2 separate regions of the Mus musculus genome follow, and region 2 is linked to region 1. The links are chromatin contacts, called in public Hi-C maps. All regions are on one chromosome and are shown on one strand. The core of a region is the stretch at or near the end of the contact, and the rest is flanking DNA. Distances in the headings are between cores, read along the strand shown.

The links. A called contact is a pair of places that touch in the nucleus more often than the background predicts.
Region 2: a Hi-C map of cortical neurons shows a contact between it and region 1, with 2.4 times the contacts expected there. The contact joins two enhancer-like sites. A contact is called at or near these places in 3 of 484 Hi-C or Micro-C datasets (cerebral cortex and cortical neurons).

What each region holds. Positions count from the first base shown.
Region 1 is chr17:54,361,495-54,365,566 of GRCm38.p6, forward strand. All of the region lies in intron 1 of 1700025K24Rik (RIKEN cDNA 1700025K24 gene), which reads right to left. Among named protein-coding and RNA genes, the nearest start is that of 1700025K24Rik, 6.5 kb to the right of the region's middle. Within about 2 kb of position 2,242, at least 2 of the 459 cell types and tissues checked have an H3K27ac peak or open chromatin away from gene starts, as enhancers often do. A contact at or near this core is called in cortical neurons, where this site is marked.
Region 2 is chr17:54,752,123-54,756,194 of GRCm38.p6, forward strand. No RefSeq gene overlaps it. Among named protein-coding and RNA genes, the nearest start is that of Gm32055, 98 kb to the right of the region's middle. Within about 2 kb of position 1,664, at least 24 of the 459 cell types and tissues checked have an H3K27ac peak or open chromatin away from gene starts, as enhancers often do. A contact at or near this core is called in cortical neurons, where this site is marked.

The sequences.
Region 1 (4,072 bases), core at 992-3,491:
TATATGTGTGTGTCTCTCAGTGTGTGTAGGCAATATGTTGAGGCTAGAAGTCAATGCCTCGTGTCTTATTCTATGGCTCTCTTCATACTTTAATTTTTTTTCAGACAGGGTTTCTTGCTAAATGTGGTTTTCACCATTTTGACTTACCTTGCTACAAAGTGAATTACACAGATCCAGCCTCCTGCCTCCACTGACAATTCCTTCAATATTAGGTTTACTGAGTGAGCCACCACATCTGGCTTGTACACAAACACTGAAGATCCAAGCTCTATGCTTGAACAGCAAGATGTAGAAACTAGCTCATTTCATCTCATCTCATCTCATCTCCCCTGCAAAGGGGTTTCTGTGACAAGTTACAAGGCTTACATTGTTCTATCTGTTCTCCTTTCTCCTTCATTAGCTTGCCTGCTATCTGGGTGCCTCATCTCTGCCCTCATCCTGCTTGTGTATCCCACATGATGAAGGATATTACAGGAGCTGCTAAGTCGACATGACAAATAAGAAACATGTCCACCTGTATACCTGGCGACATCTTCATTTTAAACTCACCAAGAGACATGGTATATAACTTACAAAGACAGAAAAGTGTATATACAAAACAAAATTAAAATTAAATGCACAATGAATTGAGTTTAGAGGCAAGAAAAGAAAATCTACAATTGCCAAAATACAAGTGTGGAATGTCTATCAGTGAAAAATGATAACAAAATTTAATCTATGGCTTGAGACAAGAGTTTTTTACATCAGATTTATCTAGAGGTGTCAAGGCTGTGCTCTGAGCACTCAAAATGAACTATATCCAATACATCTAAATACAGGGATCTGAATAAATGTTCTTGTCCATGGATAAGCATTCAAACATAACTTCTTACCAGGTCAGGAGAAAACAGTTACTAGAAACAAAGACATAGATATTCAGATTTGTGTTTCATATGACCATGTAAACCAATATTTATTTTTCTCTATAGTGAGAAAATCATGAGCTTCCAAGTTAACTCTAAGAATTTTATTATCAAAATGAATATTACTTATAATGCCCAGAAAAAAGCATTAGATTGCCCTGGCTGAGTATCTCCTGTAGATCTCAGCAATGCTCCAATATGAAGTGATTCACAACCTAGGAATTCTCAGAGTCAAAATTAAAAAGAAACTAAAATGGGGGATTCACAATTAATGCACTACAAATTTAGAAAAATTAGAATACAATGCTAACTTAATTTACATAAATTATTCTCAATACTCAAAGTGGTATTTGACTACATAAGGAAAAAATGGTTAGGAAATATCATTTTATGTAGGTTAGGAAATGAACCTAAAATGTGAGAAATACTGCTTTTAGTTGTATATGGGAGTTTTCCTTCAAAGAAAAGAATGTCAGTGTTTTTAACAGGGCTGGAGAGAAAATAAACAAACCTAAGAAAACAACAAATCAAAAAGAAAACCTGAAAGACAAAAACAAACTAAAAATAGAATGTCATTCTTTCCAGGAAGAAAAATAACCAAATATTTATCTAAAGCCTAGTTTTACAGTCTGATCACAGTAGGAAGAGCATAGATGTCTCCCCCTCCCTACCTTAATCTCTGTTTCCATACAGCAAAACTCACAGGCTCCAGGACTTTTAGGTAAGACTGATCTTCCCACTGAAATCAAAACATCAGTGTAGGCAGTATAGAACTAACTAAAGGCATTTGAAAAAGCCATATGGATACCTACTATTTTAGAGTGCTTAGGGAGGAGAGAAGAATTTACTTACAGTTGTCTCACACAGGAAATTCTGCTCCTTCTAGAAGCCATTTGTTGTGAAATAAAAAGTCCAGTGCTTGTTGTAGGATGCTAAATTGTTGGTGAAATGTATACTGGAGAAAGGCCAAACAATACAGGCTTTTGCCCTTGCGCTTGGGAGCCTATTAAAACATGATGGTAAGGTCCTATTGCTGAAGGGAAAACTGATACTGGAAACCCAGGGCTTCTGTCACCTGTGTTATTAAAGGAGAACTTCTTACTACCACTTTTCTAAAACAGCATACTTAACTACCTGTATTCAAAAAACCCTTACACCCACAGACAAGCGTAGCTTTCAACCCTCATCAAGGAAACTTCTCTTTGCAACAGAGACCACCAAAGAAAGCCACAACTTGTCCAAATGCAGAGAAAAACTATTCATGGGGTTCCCAGATCCATTACATACATTTATAATAAGACTCAGAGAATGTGGAAATCTGCTTTAGATAGTATCTCTTTGAAATGACTCATGATACCTCAACCATATGGCAACTTAAACAAGATCTGACAAGGATAGCACTAGTACAGTGCTAAGGTAAGTGAAAAATCTCACAGGGACCCTAACACTGGACAAAGAACTATAGGCAACTAAGTGATATAAGAAAGATGCATGAGACCCTTTAGTTGGCTATGTAACACCAAGGTGCCAGCCCTGAAATCATATACATACAAGCAACATCAAATGGATTCACATAATTGTATTTGTATATTTATGCACATATATGTGTAATAATAACAATGTGGAAAAATTTTATACTGAAAAAATAAGACTATAAAATTAGTGGAATGCATCCCCTATGCCTTCTATGTCTTATTTTTGTGAGTTTTTATTATATCTCAAATACAGTCTTCACCTCATACTGCCAGCGAACTGTATGGCTTCTCCTGATTGCAGAATCTTTGATGTGATTAATAGAAGCAGGAGGAAAGAACTACCATATGAGACCACTGGACAACTGACTGTGAACCAATTGCTTCTCATTTGGAAGAAGTAATAGATTCTGCTGGAATCAAATGGGGTAGAGGGTTCTGGAGATGTAGCTCAGTGGTAAAGCATAAAATTCTGGGTTTGATTTATAGCCCTGAAGAAAAATGACCTGAAAATCTACGTGTAATGATGTATTTTAAGAATGAATGGTGATGTTGGGAGGGTTAGTGCATGCAGGTGGGACTACTCTAACAGTTTATTTTACACATCAACTTGACTGATGAGAGAACACCCAGATAATATTAGGTATTACTTATGCATATATATGTTAGGGTATTTCTAGAATAGAATGGTATTTTCAAATTTATATTTAAAAATATTAATGAGTTGTATGGCAGTCTAAATTAGAAAGGTCTCCGTAGGCTCATATAATTGAATGCTTAATCACTAGGGAGGGTCGCTACTTGAAAGGATGAGAGGGATTAGGAGGGATGATGGCCTTGTTGGAGGAAGTGTGTCACTCAAATGGTCTTTGAGGTTTCAAAAGTCCATGCGAAGCCTATTGTTTTTCTATTCCTACTGCCTACGGAGGAGGAGGAGGAGGAGGAAGAAGAAGAGGATATACAACACTCAGTTGCTCCTTCTCTATCACCATGTCTACCTCCATGTCACATGCTCCCTACTAATGATGATCGTGGATGAACCTCTGAAACTGTAAACAACCCCAATTTTTATTTTTGCCTTGGTTATGTTGTATCTTCACAGCAATAGAACAGTGACTAAGACAGATATACTAACTGTCCATATTTGTGGCATATAATGTCACATCTTAAATGTTCTCAACTCACCATCCTGTTACACCCAATGGATATTTATGTAAAATAGGTAATCAAATAAAAATGAATTGATAATCAATCATGAAGAATTTATTTTAAGATAATCCTGTTGTATAGATGCAATTTTACCATTCATTATTATTAAAATAAATTTGTACACTAATGAGGGAAATGTTTGCTTATTTTTAAATACAGAATTAAATATTGGGTGAATATTTGATACTATATGTAGGACATAGACTATTTTCAATATTTTCAGAGTCATCCATATTTTAATTTTGCAATTGCCAATGCTGAGGACTTCACTTTGAAGAAATACCTATTACAAAATGACAGGAGTATATTAGGTTTATTTCAGAAGTTGTTAGAAATTCTGGCCAAGCCAAAAATTAATTTAAAAATTTTTAATGGAATGCAGGTAAGCAAAGCCAACAGAAATCTTTAAAGCCAAACATCCTAACACAATGTAATATAAAGCAGACTACTTTGATTCTTGTAGTCCTCAGGATGTGGACAAAGGTGGTG
Region 2 (4,072 bases), core at 414-2,913, 390 kb after region 1:
AGACAGAATCACACAGAGAGAAACGTTAGACTTAATTAACATCACACACTAAATGTATTTAATAGTTACCTATTTTTTTTCCAAATCTAATTCAGCACCATGGAAATCTGACAAATGTTTAAATCTTTTTTGTTAAACATTACAGCATGGAAGTTATTAACTGGTAGACAAAGTCTCTTTCAATTAGTTTTTAACCTAATCGCAAATGGCCTAATATGCTGGACATAGGGAAGAGAAAAAAATTCACATTTCTCTGTTCTTTCATCTTTTTTTTATGTAAAGATATTAAGAATATATAGGAAATGACACAGGATTTTTTAAACAGTTATAAAACAAGGTGAATGCATCTATGACAGATATAGAAAAGTAGATCCTTTCTACTAAGCCTTAAAAGAAAGTTTCGTTTACTTCCTAGATAGTCATTGCTTATAGTTTTCCTGTTGAAGAAAGCCAATTATACCTTCATCAGACTGGTCTCTCCAATGCAGTGGTATAAAATTCTTTGTTCTCTATTCTGCTTCAATTGTAGTCATTTCTAAACCTGCTGGTTAATATGTTTTTAATATATTAAGAAAATATATATGAGCAAACAGAAAGATATTAAAAGATGGCATACTCCACCTTATTTTATTATTTAACTAAATAATTTTGTTTCACTTGGTTTACAGATTTTAATATAAATAACTCACTGATTAACCCACATTATTTTTCAGAAAATTTTGCCATTTTCAAAGACAAACAATTTATGTGGAATTTACACAATAGAACACATCTAGGTGTAGGCCAAGTGAGAGCTTTCCTCCATACTCAGCATGCCTCACCAGAAATAATGTGATTTGATGGATTCCTATATAGAGCAGTGAGATGCCTGCAGGTTGCCAGAGTCTCACACAAGCAACAAGGATGAGGTCCAAAAAAGGAGTCATGATCATTCTTTATGAGATGACAGTAACTCTTGGGGAAGGTATAACAAATGATCTATCAGGGGTGCCTCTACTGCTACCATCTGTCATAGTAGGTGTCAGAGAATTGTTCAGTATCTACTGGCACTGAATGTAGAAAGACACAGATGTTCCTGTGGAAGCAGAAAACTTATCAAAGCCCAGCTAAGCAGAAACATAAGTGCAGTAGTCCTGTTTGCATGCCCAGAGTTTGTATTTGAACTCAACCAACTTTATATAAAAAGAACTTGGGAAAGACCATCTGTCCTGAGCCTGTGTAGATTTGTTTAAGTCACTGCTACTGGCCTAACAAGACATTATAATTTGTTCAGCAATTTCCATTGAATTAAGTAGCCCAAGTAATCCAGATCTGTTTATTTTTATACTTTAATCCAAGCATCTCCAGTTTTCACAGTACAAGTGAAGTATTCTCAGAGTTCTTGGAGCAAATTGCCTGCCATTGTCAAGGGCTGACGTCATGCTGTGCTCTTTCTCTCCTTTGCACTCCAAAAGCAACTCAGAGCTGTTCAGGGTAGCTGAGAGATACAATGTTGGTTTCCTTTACTGCAAAGATGATTCTCCATCTGGGGTTCTTCTTTACAGTGCAGGCCTGGAACATACAGTTGGGCATGGAAAATAGAGCTTCGCAGGCCCAACTGTCAGCATCTGGGTCCAGCTGTTTTGGTGTTGATTATAAGCCAGCTGCTCATCTCCTGCTGACTCATAATGCTGCTGCTGCTGCTGCTTTTCTGGAAGAAGAACTCACTCCCTTGTCAACATCCTGAGCTCACAGGGTTGTCTTGGCACAAATCAAATTTTCCACCCAGGAGTTGTTGTTGCCTTTCAGTTGCCTTATCTCCCCAGCCCCCCACTTACCACAATCCTTTACAATTTGCATAACTTGTCAGGTTTCATTTTAATTGTTTTTATTTTTAGCTAGAAAGTCGTCTGTCTGCAGCTTTTGCTAATCCTGGGATCCAAAGGCATCTTTTGCAAATCCAGTGATCCAAAGGATCAGAATTAGAATCTGAGTTTAAAAATCACACAGAGATCATTAAAAAATCCTAAAACTTCAAAGGTGCCCTGATGGTATATTGTCTGCATTAGTGCAATGGTTGCAGCCTCTGTCCTCTTTGCATGAATGATATGGTTAGCATCCTCACAGATTAACATTAGAACTGCAGTGTGTCTTGCTCTTGTGCCCAACCTTCTCCCTCCACAGACACTCATTTTGTCTTTCAAGAAATGTGTGTTAAATCTTCATTTCAAGCACTTCATTGGAAGATAAATAGTGAGAATATAGAAATGAAGCTGTACAACCTATGATCTGTTCTCCTAGCCCAAGAAAGAAACAGGTGAATATGTAGGCTAAAGTAGTAGACACTGAGCAATTTTCTTTTAAACCCATCGTCTTGTCTGCTTTTGCATTAAGTATGTATAGGAATAAGTATGATTAATAAATGTATTTAAAATATAAGCAATTTATAATAAGAAGCCATGTGTTTTAATTCTTTCTTGCCAAATTTTCAGTCTTTCCTTTGTGATTTGAATAGAGGCAGGGTTGGAGGCTAGTATCTTCCAGAAAATATTCTTGTGGCTAGACACAATGAGTTAAGAGGTTTTAGTGTTTATTCATAAGTTGACACTTGTACATTGCAACACCACAGCAGCCCTGGTTTGTAATTATTTGGCCTGATGATGTTTCAAGGTTGTAGTGGAATAACTCTACTCCCTTATCCCAATTAGACAAGCCTTGCTTTTGGATGATGAATGAGGGAACACTGAAGCTGAGTGAGATTTTTGCAAAATGTTCCAGAACCTCACCCAGCTTTAAGACATAAAACCTTCCAAACAATTAAAGACTTGGTTTATATGTGAAATTTTGGTAAACTTGAAAACAGAGATTATTTCCCCCTCTAATTTAATAAGAAGTTATAAAAGAAAGTAATGGCTACTCCAGTCAGGTCAATCCCTGGAACAGCACAAGGAAGCGCCAGGTCCCACTATCCCTGATTAGTTTAGCCATATAACTGGTTGTCATAGGTCATACTGTGGTTCTTGATAGCCATTGCATCCTCTTACTACACCCATCACAGGTAAGTGTGTGTGTGTGTGTGTGTGTGTGTGTGTGTGTGTGTGTATTACTCTCTAGTTGAAATGATCAAAAGGATTAGATGATGTAGTCTTGTTAAAGTAGGTGTGGATTGTTGGGAAAGTATGTCACTGGGTATGAGATATGAGGTTTCAAAAGCCCATACCAGGCTTAGTAGTCTTCCTCTGTCTGCTACCTACAGATAAACATCTAAATCAGTGATTGCTCCAAAACCATGCCCGTGTTATCCCCACAATAATGTTAATGGAGTAACCCTCTTAAACTATAAGGATGTCATTAATAACACACTTTCTTTTATAAATGTTTCTATCCTATTCTGGGTTTCTATTCCTGAACAAAACATCATGACCAAGATGCAAGTTGGGGAGGAAAGTATTTATTCAGTTAACAATTCCAAATTGCTCTTCATCACCAGAAGAGGTCAGGACTGGAACTCAAGCAGGTCAGGATACAGGAGCTGATGCAAAGCCCATGGAGGGATGTTACTAGCTTGCTTCCCCTGGCTTGCTCAGCCTGCTTTCATCCCAAGACTACCTGTCCAGGGATGGTACCACCTACAGGCACCCCTGCCACTGTGCCTTGATCACTAATTGAGAAAATGCCTTATAGCTGGATCTCATGGAAGCATTTCTTCACCTGAAGCACCTTTCTCTGTGATAACTCCAGCTTGTGTCAAGTTGACACAAAACCAGCCAGTACAGTTGCCTTGGTCATGTGTCTCTTCATAGCAATAGAACAGTAAGTCAACATCTAATAATAAGACATTGCTTTTCTTGGGGAGCATGACTCTGGGAGAATTGGTTTGGAGGAACAAATGTTTGAGTAATGTGTTTACATATTTGGAATAGGGCATAGGCATCTGGAATTTGGTTATGTATACTACTTTTTACTATGTATTCCTTGTCTCTCTTTCATTGAGTTTGGAGCTCTGTTATGCCAACATCACAGGATGTTGGGAGTTATATGTGGTTTATGGCTCAGTCTCATTAAGCACGAGCTAAAGGAAATACTTGAGGTT